2 separate regions of the Sus scrofa genome follow, and region 2 is linked to region 1. A link is a contact called in public Hi-C data. All regions are on one chromosome and are shown on one strand. Each heading gives the region's core, a stretch centred on a gene start, on an enhancer-like site or on the middle of the called end of the contact. The rest is flanking DNA. Distances are from core to core; before and after follow the strand shown.

What was found. Hi-C and Micro-C count contacts between places; a contact is called where the count stands out from the background.
Region 2: a Hi-C map of liver shows a contact between it and region 1, with 4 times the contacts expected there. The contact joins two enhancer-like sites. A contact is called at or near these places in 9 of 47 Hi-C or Micro-C datasets (adipocytes, alveolar macrophages, embryonic fibroblasts and 5 more) and 2 of 2 datasets of contacts at active chromatin or transcription factors (alveolar macrophages and skeletal muscle).

Annotation. Positions count from the first base shown.
Region 1 is chr17:54,821,266-54,825,172 of Sscrofa11.1, reverse strand. All of the region lies in intron 1 of LOC110257493 (a long non-coding RNA gene), which reads right to left. Among named protein-coding and RNA genes, the nearest start is that of ZNF217, 190 kb to the right of the region's middle. Within about 2 kb of position 1,877, at least 37 of the 83 cell types and tissues checked have an H3K27ac peak or open chromatin away from gene starts, as enhancers often do. A contact at or near this core is called in alveolar macrophages, liver, mesenteric adipose tissue and 2 more, where this site is marked.
Region 2 is chr17:54,893,885-54,897,791 of Sscrofa11.1, reverse strand. No RefSeq gene overlaps it. Among named protein-coding and RNA genes, the nearest start is that of BCAS1, 130 kb to the left of the region's middle. Within about 2 kb of position 1,706, at least 59 of the 83 cell types and tissues checked have an H3K27ac peak or open chromatin away from gene starts, as enhancers often do. A contact at or near this core is called in alveolar macrophages, liver, mesenteric adipose tissue and 2 more, where this site is marked.

The DNA.
Region 1 (3,907 bases), core at 628-3,127:
GACCATGAGATCAAACCACGTTGCTGACAACAAGCACCGCGCCCCCACCCCCACAAAAACCTTGATGTAGACCAGATCCCTAAACCGCAGAAATGAGGCGTGTGCCTACCACTTAGGAAACAGTTCTACTGTATTTGTTTTATTCCTAGATCTTGGCTGGACATAAATCAAAGACTCTGTCTCTTCTAATTCCCCCAAAAGAAAAGAAAAAAAAAAAAGGACAAAGAGTACTTCCTTTATTTTCTAAAATCGTTTCCAGTTTTTCCTAGTGATTCTTAAAAATAGAAGTGCGGCCAGTGGTCGGCTCCTGAAACTGACTCACTTAGGGAGGCATTATCCAAAAGAGCCCTGGGAAAGAATTTTGTTCTAATCACTAGTATGTTATGCTTTTGAAAATTAGGTTGTGGCCAGAGTTCTCACATACCTTTGAGTAAGAAGAAAGATTTGGGTTATTATTTATGTTGATTGGCCCTTCAAACCTTAAAAGCGGTTGGAATAACCAAGTTTATCCACCCTGGAAGGAGAGCTGTGAGTGCTTGAGGACATATTTGGAAAAGCAGAGGGGGATGGACAGGGAGTTTGGGGTTAGTAGATGCAAACTGACATTTAGAACGGATGGGTAACGGGGTCCTGCTGTACAGCACAGGGGACTGTGTCCAATCTCTGGCAACAGAACATGATGGGGGATGATATGAGAAAAAGCATGTGTGTATATGTATGACTGGGTCACTCTGCTGTACAGCAGAAATTGGCAGGGCATCGCAAATCAACTATAATTTTAAAAGTGCAAAATAAGGAGTTCCCGATGTGGCTCAGTGGGTACAAACCCAACTAGTATCCGTAAGGATTCAGGCTCAATCCCTGGCTTCGACCACTGGGTCAGGGATCTGGCATTGCCGTGAGCTGTGGCGAAGGTTACAGACATGGCTCGGATCCAGTGCTGCTGTGGCTGTGGCGTAGACCAGCAGCTGCAGCTCTGATTCAGCCCCTAGCCTGGGAACTTCCATATGCCACAGGTACGGCCCTAAAAAGAAAAAAAAAAAAAAAGAAAAAGAAAAAAGAAAAGCAGAGGTGTCTCCTCCTCACCACACACTCACATATATCCTGTGGCTCTAATTCCTGCACAGTTCTTGTGCCTGCAGAAGCCCACAGATAGAAGCAGCTCAGCTCTCTGGTCAAAGTAACAATGCTGGTAAAAGAAACCCCAACGGGCCCAAAAAGAAGCCTTCACAGAAGGACATACCAAAAGTTCATTAGAAAGGAAACAGGTCCTCACAACCAAACAAAACAAACTGTTGGGAGATGCAGAGGATAGTATTAACGTGCTGAGCCAGAATGCGATTAATCAGCCTCCTTGCTCCCTTAGTTTCCAGCTGCAGAAATATGCCAAGGGGGAAAAACATCTCCCCAGTCCTATGAAGTGTAGGATGAGTGCTATTTTGATTCCAAGGCCAAGGCCGTAGATGGGGGTGTGGGGTGGGAACGTGGCCACTCCCTAACAGCAGAAAGACGCTCACAGGATCCGCTCCCAGACTATAAACATTCAGACTCCTAGCCAAGCACATAATAAAATGCTCTTGTGTGTGTGCGTGTGTGTGTGATTTCCTGCAGTTTAGACTCTTCACATGTAAACTGTGATGATTATTCATGTGGTCTCTGACTTAAAGAATGCCAAATTTCTCCGGAAGTTTCCAAAGCTTCCTGCTGAGAAGGAAGCCGTCTTTCAGGAGATATTTTACTGGCTGCAAAATGCTATGTGTCATGTCAGTGACTGTTAGATTTGAAACAAGAATACGAGAAACAATCCACTGATGGTGATCACAACCAGAGACGTCACCGGGAGAGCCTGTCTTTACAAACAGCAAAGGAACACACGCAGCATCCCTGACCCCAGCCTCTGGAGACGGTCTTGTGTAATTAATCACGAATCTTACCCAAAAGTCAAACCATGTTTGCTCCAAAAGATGACACACTTAAGATTTTCCTACAACTGGTTTAGATCAAGAAGCAAATTTTCTCTCTTTCACTCGGGACATAAACACGGACTCTAAGTCTCTTTTAAGAGATGAATCATTTAGTCCCTGCATCTGACATGGGATTAGGTCATCTGTTTGTTTCGGGGATAGAGTCTACCCTTGACTACAACTGGGTTCCACGATTTGTTCAAACGTTTTCTGGCAATTTCTGATTTGTTGAGACAAAGATCAGAAGCTTAAATCCCACTGCACTAACTGGCTAGGTTATGACCAAGGTGGAACAGAGCCAAAAAGCTGCAAACACACATACGATGTGTTGTTGGGACCTACCGTCTGTCTGCCTTCATGAGGACAGGATCATCCTAGCACGCTCACCCACCAGGTGGCTCAATGAGCTGGAAATGTTTTTCTTTCCTTTTTAAACAGCAGGAACAGAAGAGATCAGTAATTAACCAGGTGAGCAATTCGTTTGCCTCCTGGAACATACTAGAAAGTAAAAATAACCATCCTCTTTCTTGCAGCACTGACATCTCTACATAAATCAACAAACCAGAGAAGGAGAGAAGGAGCCGAGAGGGAGGGAGGAAGAGCGAGAACAAGAAGAACGCAACGCTCCACAGTCACGCAATAAACAACCCGAGGACACCTTCTGAGCGGAGTAATCCAGAAACTCAGAGATCACCCAAGTAGCTTCCACATTCAGCTAATTGAAGAGTACATTTTAAATAATACCTTCAGTTTGCCTGCCATTTAGAGTTTATCCAGGGCTTTCACATATATTATTTTAATCATTTAATTGTTTTATTATTTTGTCTGACTTCGTTAATCGTCTTTTATACTGGAGAAAGGCAAAGATTAAAGGAGAATAAATGATTTTAAAAAGATGGAACACCTAGGACAAGACTGAGCCAAAATGCACCTTGGTAGTTCCTTCTTAGTCTACTGCTCCTGCCCTAACACGTAACACGAGAGGGTTTTCACCTCTTCTGGTTTTGCTACAACGTTCATACACCTCTCACGTGTTCGCAGGTATCTCCCAAGGTTTACGAACCCTGTCACAAAATAACACTGTAAGAATTAAAGCGCTGCACTAAACTGTACCCATCACAGAGGGTCAGAGGACACTAACAGATCCCAGCGCATCCACCTCTTCTGTTCTGCTCAGAAAACGCACTTTTCCCAGCCAGCATCTCTCCCCACAGAAAACTACTCTCACTCCATAGCAGTGGTTCTGCCAGCCAGGGCACTTCTGACACCATTTGGGGAGTTTTGGGATTGTCACAATAGGGGGTGCAGGTTAGACTGGCATCTCAAGGGTAGAGGCCAAGGGCACTGGTAAACATCCTAGGACACACAGGACAGCTCGCAGAGCAAAGAATTACAGGGCCCAGAACATCGGTGCTGCCGGGAATGAGGAACCCTGCTCTGGTCCTGCCCCTCTGGGGTCCTAACCTCCTTCTGACCCCACATCAAGGATGGGCACGGGAGCCACCCCTGGCCAACTGGGATGCCCTTGCCCACAGGAGAGATACTGGGGAAAGTGTTCTCTACTGCTGAGATCATAACTCTAAGGCCGACAGAAACTTGTTCCCACCAACCTGAGAATGCAGACAGGGAGAGGTAAGCAGAACTGAGAAGGAAAAGGAGCGCCAGCTGAAGACTTTGAATCAGGCCCTGCCTCCCTACCTCTTAAGCACTGAGCTACATGAGCCTACACATTCCATTCGTGTAAGGAGGTTTCTTTTAGGAGTTTTGCTTAAGCTAGTTTGAGGTGGACCTCCACGATTTGCAATCAAGGGTCTTGGCTGATATAGAAGCTGGCAAGTGAGCGTGGTATTATTATAAGAGTGCCTTAAATACTTTCTAACCAGTATTTATAAGAGCATATCATTCACTGATGCCAGTACTTAAGCTACTACAACTAACACACA
Region 2 (3,907 bases), core at 457-2,956, 73 kb before region 1:
CAGTTGCTGGTGAAATCCCAAATGTAAGAGGCCTTTTCTGACCAGGCATGGAAACTCCGCTGGCTCTCTGGACACTGCTGGGCAAGCACTGGGAACCAGCAGTGAACAGTCCTTCCAGTGCTGATCCCAGTACCACATGCCAGGGCGGACACTCAGGACCTGGGGTTAGCCTTGGACACTTGGCAGGAAATGTCACTGGGATCTTGGCTCTCCCCAGGCGAAGCTGTGTTTCTCAAAGTTCCTGGAAGTCTCTGAGAAGCGGTCTGAGTTTCTGCCCGGTGGAGATGGAGCCCAGTGACTTTGGAGGACTGCGTTTTTATTTGTTCAACAAGTTCTTACTGAGGGCCTCCATCAGCAAGTCTTCTGCCTGGGGCCTTAGCTGCTGTCACCCAGGGTTCTGGTCTTCTGCTATGAATAATATGACCGGAGTTCTGCTGTCTAATATACTAGCCACTAGACATATGCAACTATTTAAATTTAAATTAATCCAAATTAAATGAAGCTACAAATTCATCTTCTGAGTTGCACTGGCCACCTCTCAAATGCTCAATAGCTACCTGGGGCTGGTGTTACCAGCTTGGACAGCACAGATCTAGAACATATTAGTCACTGGAGAAAGTTCTTTTTGAACAGGTCTGTGCTAAGTCAGACTTGCCTGGGACATGCTAGGATTACACCTACTGACCTGGTATAATCATTAACAGCAGCTTCTTTTACTCTCAAGGTGTCCTGGTTGAGAAATGATCATTTAAAGACTGGGGAGTTGCCGTTGTGGCTCAGTGGGTTAAGAACCTGACATAGTGTCTGTGAGGATGAGGGTTGAAACCCTGGCCTCATCAGTGGGTTAAGGATTCCATGTTGCCCCAGGGGGTCGCAAATGCAGCTTGGATCTGGCTTGGCTGTGTCTGTGGTGCAGACCGGTAGCTGCAGTTCTGATTCGACCACTAGTGGGGGAACTTCCATATACCAGGTGCGGACGTAAAAACAACAATAATTTAAGACTGGAAATGAACCTGGCCACCATGTCCTCGCAGCACCCCCCTCTCTCCTGGCCCCCAGCTAGTCTTTGCCAGGATTTCCCTGAAATCCTAAACCCTTTGCTTTGATGAGAAAGGGCAGTGTCAGCAAGCCCCCTGCCTTTTTTCCTCATTCTCTCCCACCGGTCAAATTCAACAGGAGAGAAAAAAACTTATTACTAGAAGAGAAAAAAAAAAAAAATCCCAGTGAAGAAATTGTCAGTTCTCCCAAAGTGAATGATTAACTTGTAAGCAGTTTCAGTTTTGTTTTTTAGTTCCCCTTGTCTGAAAGAGCTCGGTTTGGCCCCATTTGCCCTGAGTGATGCCAGCGGGGCGCACAGGAAGGGGCGGCAGGCCCCGCCCACCACGGCCCCAGGCTCCGCCTCTATTCCAGGGACCTCCTGGCACCCGCTGCCCGACCAGCAGCTGCCTTTGCTCCTGGCTTTGGCCCCTACTTAGCTCGCCCAGCAGAGGGCACCTGAGTTTAATATTCTTGGCAAAGAATATTTACACAATCATTAGGGATTTTTTTTTTCTTCCAGTGTTACTTTTTTGGTGAGCAGCAATCCAAGGTGCCAGATAATATAGGTCACTTTAAGGACATGTCATCAAAACGTGGAGATTAGAGCCGTTCAGGCCAGCAGGCGGCTCCTTAGGGAACTGCACACTTGCTCCCCCCGCGGGCTCGGCACCCAGGCAGCCGCCAGTGTAAACACCGCAGACACCATTTTGCAGAACTAAGGAAGGAGGGCTATACCGCGTTCCATGCAACCCGAGCCGCTCCAAGAGCCGGGTCTGGGGCGGGGAGGGGGGGCTAGAGGGCCGCCCCCAGGAGCCCTCGCCCCACGCCAGCCTCTCTCTTGGTGGAGGTCTTGAAACAGCCGCGCATCTCACACCCCTGCCAGGGGACACATGGCGGGGCTGGAAGCAGAGGCGGCTCGGATACAACTTGCGTGGCTGCCTCTCTCTACACCAGCGGTCGACGTTCAACATCTTTCTGTCCATCTGTCTACCATCTAGCATCTCCTTCAATCTCTTTCTTTTTCTCAATTACCCGCCCCCCCCCCGTTTCCCTCTCCCCCCCACTCCCTCCTGCCCAATCTCTCCGTTTCATTCTCTCCCTCCTTCCCCCTCCTTCTCTCTCCCTCCTCCCCCCTCCTTCTCTCTCCCTCCTCCCCCCTCCTTCTCTCTCCCTCCTCCCCCCTCCTTCTCTCTCCCTCCTCTCCCCTCCTTCTCTCTCCCTCCTCCCCCCTCCTTCTCTCTCCCTCCTCCCCCCTCCTTCTCTCTCCTCCTCCCCCCCTCCTTCTCTCTCCTCCTCCTTCTCTGGCACATTTTCCGCAGGATCTTCCCTTCCCCCTACGGAAGGGGGCTGAGGTCCGGCTGATGCGATGCCTGCTCCATGTTACTAATTCATTACTGAGCCTAGTTGGTGATTTGTTTTTCTGTATCTAAGGGCCGAGGTGCTGAGCCAAGTTTGGGTTTGGGTTATTTTGTTTGTTGTGTTTTGGTGCCTTGAACACATGCGTGAGGTGAAAAAGCTCCTTTCTAAAGGCGCGGGGCAGTGCGTGTGGGGGGGGGGAGTTCACTGCTCTTTTTAAGATTTCCAGAAATTTTGCCGAAGGGGCTTCTCAGTGGCAACCTCCCAGCACTGCTCCTTTGCACCTTTTGGGAAGAAAACAGACACACGCCTGGTTTTCTGGGCTCCAGGGACAGGTCGCCGGCATCCTCGGGTTCCTTTTCTGTAGCAGTCACTTCTTCCATGGGAATAAGGAGAACGATGCAGGTAAAGGGCTTAGGGAAGGCACACGGTATGAATTCAGTGAACACCAGTGAGAACTAGTTCATTACTTCTTTGCCACTAGCTCCCTCCAGGAGGCTAGCGCTGGGCTCCTGAGCACAGATGCTTGGTGGCGGGAGCTTTGTATCACCTGAACCCTGGAATCCTGGGAGAGGTGTGGCCCCACTTCACCTGTGACTTCCTCTCTGTCACCTTGTAAGTCATGGCTTTGCAATCCAGTTTCTCTGACTGAAACAATGGCTCTTTCCTTACCAGCCCTCTGATACTGTTGATAAAACACACTCAGCACACCTTCCTGGAGCCCAGATGATGAGCTAAGGTCTAGAGAGAAATACCTGGGCCATGACCCTCCTCACTGCCACACTTGCCAGGGTGCCTGAGGCAGTGCCCATGTTCACCTCAGAGCTACGAGTGCCCCCTACCACTCCCCAAGTGTGTTCCATTGGGTGGCAAATAAGGTCACTCTGCCGAAAATATAACACGAGGCCTGGGTAAGTTCAAAGTCAGGTGTAAGAGACAGAGCTACATAGGTGGATGATGGATGGATGGATAGATAGATAATTGATAAATGATAGACAAACAGGTGATAGCTGATAGATAAATAGATGGATAGGTAAATAGATGATAGATGATTGCTAGATCTAGACAGAAAGATGATAGATAGACAGACAGACAGATAGATAGATAGATAATAGAAAGACAGAAACAGTCAGATGAGAGAATAAGAGAACTAGGCCAGGCATCCCCTCCTACCTGCAGAGCTGAGTAGCTCCCTGACGATGGGCAAATCCCCTCCCCTCTTCCTCTCCACATCTGGGAACCAGAGATCACTGGGGGAAAACGTGCCACCGGGGCTGGTGGGCTAACAGCAGGCAGGTGCTTTGGCCTGAGCTGGTGCACAGGCAGGGAAGGTTTTCTCAACGGGCGACCAGTCACACAGTTGAGGCAGCAGCAAAGAAGGGGTTCACTTCCCCAAGAAAGAAAGAGGACACCTCAAAAGGAAATAATTGTAGCAGATAATGCTGTGAGTCATGTCAAGAAATAGAATTCTATTTTATGGCTTAGTCCATTTGTCTTTTAAACCTCTTCTGGG